2 separate regions of the Zea mays genome follow, and region 1 is linked to region 2. The links are chromatin contacts, called in public Hi-C maps. All regions are on one chromosome and are shown on one strand. The core of a region is the stretch at or near the end of the contact, and the rest is flanking DNA. Distances in the headings are between cores, read along the strand shown. Region 1 holds the start of LOC100194270. Region 2 holds the start of sbp9 (SBP-transcription factor 9).

Evidence for each region. Hi-C and Micro-C count contacts between places; a contact is called where the count stands out from the background.
Region 1: a Hi-C map of leaf mesophyll shows a contact between it and region 2, with 2.9 times the contacts expected there. The contact joins the promoter of LOC100194270 here to the promoter of sbp9 in region 2. A contact is called at or near these places in 12 of 25 Hi-C or Micro-C datasets (bundle sheath, ear, endosperm and 4 more).

Annotation. Positions count from the first base shown.
Region 1 is chr8:742,152-745,234 of Zm-B73-REFERENCE-NAM-5.0, forward strand. It overlaps LOC100194270, which reads left to right and starts at 1,279. Exons shown (of 11, transcript NM_001359439.1): 1 at 1,279-1,336; 2 at 1,892-2,440; 3 at 2,513-2,910; 4 at 2,987-3,083. The coding sequence starts at 2,056.
Region 2 is chr8:519,845-523,000 of Zm-B73-REFERENCE-NAM-5.0, forward strand. It overlaps sbp9 (SBP-transcription factor 9), which reads right to left and starts at 1,410. Exons shown (of 12, transcript NM_001362258.1): 1 at 1,238-1,410; 2 at 501-1,109. The coding sequence starts at 1,018.

The sequences.
Region 1 (3,083 bases), core at 29-2,528, 220 kb after region 2:
CGCAAACTAAAACCAGAGCAGCGATCAGCAGAGCGCGCCACCGCATGCGCCCCGTGCTCGCGCATCTCTCTCGCTGCCTTGAGAGGCCGCGCACCGCCGGCGCCGTGCCGGTGGGAGCGTGACCACTGGCCACCACGGACGGGATGGGCGTGGCAGCAGGACGGAGGGAAGGGCGGGGCCAAAACGCGTGGGAGGACCTACTGCTGCGCCCTCGGTTCTGTTGCCGTTGCCAGCCATGGCGGATTCTTCATTTCGTCTCGTTTTCACGGCCGTGACAAAAAAAAAAAAAAAAAAGTAACACACCACACGCACACGGGCAGGCGCTGGGCGTGCGTGCAGCAGGACTGGAGGGTGCGTGCCGTATCTAGGCCGCATGCTAGCTAGATAGAGGGTATTCCATACGACCAGATACACTAGTATCCGATCCGACTTGGATCGTTCGTATCTCGCGCGGTCGGCCCCCCGGGCGCGTAACTACTCCAGCATCACAAGCGACCAACACAACACAGTAACCTAGTACTTGCTACTTGTACCACAAAGAAGAAGAGCAGCATTTTTCGTCCTCGTATGACCGACCACATCAAAGACCAGGAAAAGTCGCAAAATGTCACGGGCACGCAGGCCCTCACGGCATGGCGAGCCAGTTGATCGATCCACACCACATCCTATCTAGTCGACCTCGGCCAATGCAAGCACGCGTGCCGAGCCTCAGCTGTTGCGTGCGCGCCATATTGCAGCAGTGCCATCCACAAGGGTACCGTGTGCCTGCTGCAGCCGGCAGGGTAGTAGCGAATGCACACACACACACACAAAAGACACAACGCACGGGGGTATGGCCGTATGGACCGCGGTCATTAGCAGCTGCTATCGTATTATTTACTAGTGTGGTAAACATCGGATAGGAGATTAGGTCCCATCCATGTCAGGGCTTGTTCGGTTAGCTCTCAATCCATGTGGATTGAGTGGGATTGGATGGGTTTTAATCCCAAACAAGTCAAACTTTTTCTCAATTTTTTCCAATCTCATCTAATCCATGTGTATTGGGAATAACCGAACAAGCCCTCATGTGGGATGCCACCACGTGATCCCACCACGACACGGACACCCCTGCTGTCTGTCTGTCTGTCTGTCAGACTGCCTAACCCGCGACCATCAACCTATAAGGGATACTCCTACCACATAAACAAAAGCTGAATTGTGATTTGTGGACGGAAGGCCCACATCTATAAATACCCAGCATCCATCCATCCATCCATCCAGCAATTATAACCACCGGCTCGGCGAGTGGGAGACGGAGCACGGATGCTTTATCCCACCCTGTGACACTGCCGCCATGGTGAGTAGCGCGTGGTATGGTAGTGGTACTGGTAGCCTCTCACATTTTTATATGCTTGCTCGCCCGCCATGGATACCGAAACCACCGTACTGCTGTCTCCTACTAGATTTTAATCACTACCAGGCGCCGTTCTCCTCTCTCTCTCTTTCCCCGTCTCAAGCTTGCATTTTCTCTCTCTCTCTCTTTCCCCGGTGGTGCGGTGCGGTGCGGGTGCTGGACTGCTGGCCTCTGCGTCCGCATCCGGCGGGCAAGTGCGAAAGCTGCCAACTCTTTCCCTGCTCGGTTTTCCCTTCTCCAGGCCAGCCACACCACTTCTTCGCCAAGCTCGCATCCATTTCCAAACTCTTACCTCCATCCCCCACCTGCCCTCCTTTATCTCCCAAATCGGTCTTCTTGCGCTGGTGGAATTCCTCGTCGGCGGTATAGATTCAGATTTGCTGTTGCTCTTGTGCTGCTCTGCTCCCCGGATTTCTACTACTGCGAGCTTCTTTCTAGCTGTGAGGCACTGAGATGGATCCGCTGCTGAATGTGTGTACAATTATTGGGCCGTGGCAGGTGGCGAGTGAGGCGCTGCTGGTGGTATGCAGGAGCTAGGAGGTAGGCAACAACCATACGAAGGCAAGGGCGAGCGGAGCCGAGGCACACCGCGCGTTCTGCGCCGACCAGCACTGCCCGATCTCGCGCGGGGGAGGGGGGATTCGTGAGCGCCGGCGGCAGCCATGCCGGAGTCCTGGAGACCCGCCGAGGCGGATGCCCTGCAGCCGGCGGCAGGCACGGCGTCCGCGTCCGGCCCCTCGGCTCGGAGCCCGGGCAATGGCGCCAAGGGGCGCGGGGCGGGGGAGCCCCCCGGCGCTGCGGCGACGCGGGTGCCGTTCCACAGGCTGTTCGCGTTCGCGGACTCCGCCGACGTGGCGCTCATGCTGCTGGGCGCGCTCGGGGCCGTGGCCAACGGCGCCGCCTTGCCCTTCATGACCGTGCTCTTCGGCAACCTCATCGACGCCTTTGGTGGCGCGCTCAGCGTCCACGACGTCGTCAGCCGGGTGTCCATGGTCTCGCTCGACTTCGTCTACCTCGCCATGGCCTCCGCCGTCGCTTCCTTCGTCCGTAAGTTCCACCTCTTGCGTAACGCGGCCAGACACTGAGCACTGAGCACTCAACTGTTCGCCGTCCGACCAGAGGTCACCTGCTGGATGATCACCGGCGAGCGTCAGGCGGCGCGGATACGGAACCTGTACCTCAAGACGATCCTCAGGCAGGAGATCGCCTTCTTCGACAAGTACACCAGCACCGGCGAGGTCGTGGGCAGGATGTCCGGCGACACGGTGCTCATCCAGGACGCCATGGGCGAGAAGGTCGGCAAGTTCGTCCAGCTGCTGGTGACCTTCTTCGGCGGCTTCATCGTCGCCTTCGCGCAGGGCTGGCTGCTCACCCTGGTCATGATGGCGACCATCCCGCCGCTCGTCCTGGCGGGCGCGGTCATGTCCAACGTCGTCACCAAGATGGCGTCCCTGGGCCAGGCGGCCTACGCGGAATCGTCGGTGGTGGTGGAGCAGACCATCGGTTCCATCAGAACGGTGAGAGCACACAAACGAAACAGTACACACATGTGTGACCATGACTGACTGACGAAACCTCCTCCTGCTGCTGCAGGTCGCGTCTTTCACCGGCGAGAAACGGGCGGTGGACAAGTACAACATGTCCTTGAAGAACGCGTACAAGTCCGGCGTCCGAGAGGGCCTCGCCACTG
Region 2 (3,156 bases), core at 160-2,659:
GAAGACCTCTAAAGGCACTAGTGCCTAGTGGGATCCTAAGGGGATAGCAATGGGAACAGAGACAAGAGAAGACCAAAGTTGACATAAAAAGAAACAGTAAAAAAGACTTGAAAGGATGGAATATATAAAGTTTGCTTTAGTCTTAAATAAGAGTGCATGAAAAACAACTATCCAAGTGGTTGAACCTTAGACTTGTGCTTTCGGTTGGGTTTCAACTCTGAGTCTCTGACCTACACCAACTTATTTATGAACGGATCCTATCATGGAGCAAAAAAAACTAATGTGTTCAGCATTTCTCAAGGTTAACGATCAGTAATTCGTTTGTGTTGTGTGCCTGTGACACCAAGGTAATGAGCCTTTTTATCTCTTTTATTTCCCCCTTTGGGTTTTGTACCGGAGAAGTGTTTCTTTTTCTTTCTCCAATACAGGTAGGGCACAGGACTCTTGCTGGAGAAAAAAAATTCAGCAGCTGTAATCTCACAACGAAATTGGTGACCAACCTGCTGCACTGCTGACAGAACCGATGCTCTACATTATTGATGCAGACCACTGTTGTCCTGGTATGCGCTTCACACACCTTGTGCCTCTTATGGTAGTCCCTGGCACCACTAAGATCAGCTTGGCAGCCGTCAACCTGGCAAGAAGGAGTGGTGCTCGAATTGGCACCTTTCCTGGGTCTCGTCTCCTCAGTGTTCCGCCCTCTCTGAACACACACCACGTGACTGTTGTCTCCATCTGCTACCGCAGAATTGCTGCACCCACCGCTGCCGTCCTCCTCTGGTGAGAGCCGCCGCCTCTTGTCAACGACGACGCCGAAATCGATCTCCCCCTGACCTCGGCTCAGCTCCCTGCTGATGGACTCGGATGGCGCGGCGGCCGCTGGTGTGGCCAGGAACAGGTTGGCGTCCCACCTCCAGTCGTTCAAATCCCAGTCGAGGCTCCTGTTCTTGTTCCCACCGGACATTCTCGCCGCACCGGCTTGGTCACCGATCTCTTTCCACAGGAAACCGGCTTCCATTTCCTCGGCCTTCTCTTTCGAGGGAAATTGACCCTGCTGTTGGCACGTATGACGAGCATCCAAAGATCGCTGGATTCAATTACATCCCCGACTACAGCCGAAACAAACACAGGGAATTAGATACGAACACCAACACGAACACAAAGGGACTGCCAACCCTGGGTTGGGACTTGGGACAAAATCCTGAAACTACTGAAGAGTACAAGAACCAAGAAGTACCTTCGTTCGGCCCCGGCGGCTAGAACGATACCGTGGTTGGCAAGCAACGCCCTTGAACATGAAAGGCGAGAAATGATTGAAGAAATGGAGATGGAACAGTAGCTCATGGAGAGAGCCGAGTCAAGTATTGGGTACCGTGGGTTAGGACCGGTTGGGGATGGGGCTACTACTTTTCCTCTCACGGATCCTGGAGGCTGGAGCGGCGGAACAGAGGCGGAAGCCGGAAGGGCTCGCGGTGGAACGGGGGGCGAAGTATCCTGGGGAGGCAGAGCCCTCCCCACCGGCATATTCACACTCGAACCACCACCGCCTCTTTTTCATCTCCCCTGTCTCTTGTCTGGCGCTCGGACAGCGACGCCACGACCAAGGGCCGGTTGGACCTTTGGAAGAGCAGGTGACTTGATGACGCAGGGCGGCGCGACGATTCCTCGTTTCCATGACGACTCGCTCGCTGGGCGGTCGGCCCCACGGCCGACGCGGCGCCGCAGGCCGTTTCCTCTTGCTCCGGGGGCTGGACTCAGGGTTCACCGATCCGTTTTACAACCGAAAACCGTCCCTCATCGGTTTCGGTCCGGTACAACCGATTATAATATATCTAGATTATAATATATCTAGATTATAATCTGGATTATATAATTTAAATTATATAATCTATAAGCTGAAACAAACAGTCCTAAGTCCAGGACACATCCCCTCACCTACATCGTTGTCTGAGCCGCCTCATCGACCTTGGTGCCGCTTGGCGGAAGCAGACGAGCGACGAGCACCGCTCGCACCGTCGGAGGAGGTGCTCGCCGTGCCATCGTCCTCGTGCATCCCCGGTGGAGAGCAAGGCTCAGTCGTCGTCTTGCCCGTCCATCAGGATCGGTGGCAGAGACCATAGCAAGAGAAAGAGAACGGGGGAGAGACCGGGAGCAGCGACGAAGGGGGTTGCATTGAGACGTTATTTGTTGGATGGATCTAGATTAATTTGAATTGGTGTTTTATTTAGGGTACAATTATCTTTTTGTAAGCTCTATAAAATTCTTAAATTTACTTTAATTATAATAGGAATAACACGTGTAGCAAATTTAGATCTAAAAATAGCACGTAAAAAATATTTTGGCTATAGTTTCGCTCACCTTTGATGTTTTTCGGAGTTTTTAGGGCTAATGTGACAGTCCCATTGTTGACGCTTTTTCGGAGCGCCAAATACTCAAGAAAAACCGGCGGCGGTGCTCTCTGGTCAGGCGCGGACGGTCCGCGGCCTAGGGTCGGACGGTCCGCGACTTGGCGCAGGGGCTAGGGTTTCCTGCCTGACGGCCGGACGGTCCGCGCGGCGGAAGATTGCCGGCGGCGCCTGGATCTCGCTCCCGGGAGGGACCCCGTCGGGGAGGAGAGATCCTAGGGGTTTTCTAGGCTCGGGCCGGCCGACCTAGACTCCTCTAATCGGCGTAGAGTCGAAGAGAGGCGAAGAATTTGGGGATTGAGAGGCTAAACTAGAACTAGACTAGAACTACTCCTAATTGTACTGGAAATAAATGTGAATAGAAGTTGTATTGATTCGATTGATGATTACAAATCGGTCGTAGACCTCTCTTTATATAGAGGAGGGGGGCTAGACCCTTTACACGACTGGATTCCGAGCTAATTTCGCAAATCTAACCAACAAACATGGCACAAAACTCGGAACCCTAAACTGCTCTGCGCATGCGCGGACCGTCCGGCCCACAGGCGCGGACTGTCCGGACCGCGGATCGTCCGGCCTCAGGGCCGGACCGTCCGCCAGGCTCAAAACGGTGCTCAACATATGCCCCCTGCCTTTCGGTGGAGCTGAGCAAACCAAAAGCAACTAACTCGATGTGATTACATCGGTTTTCTTAGGCATCTTGCCACATACTAGGATGGTACTATTTGAGGAAACGCACATTCAAAGCCTT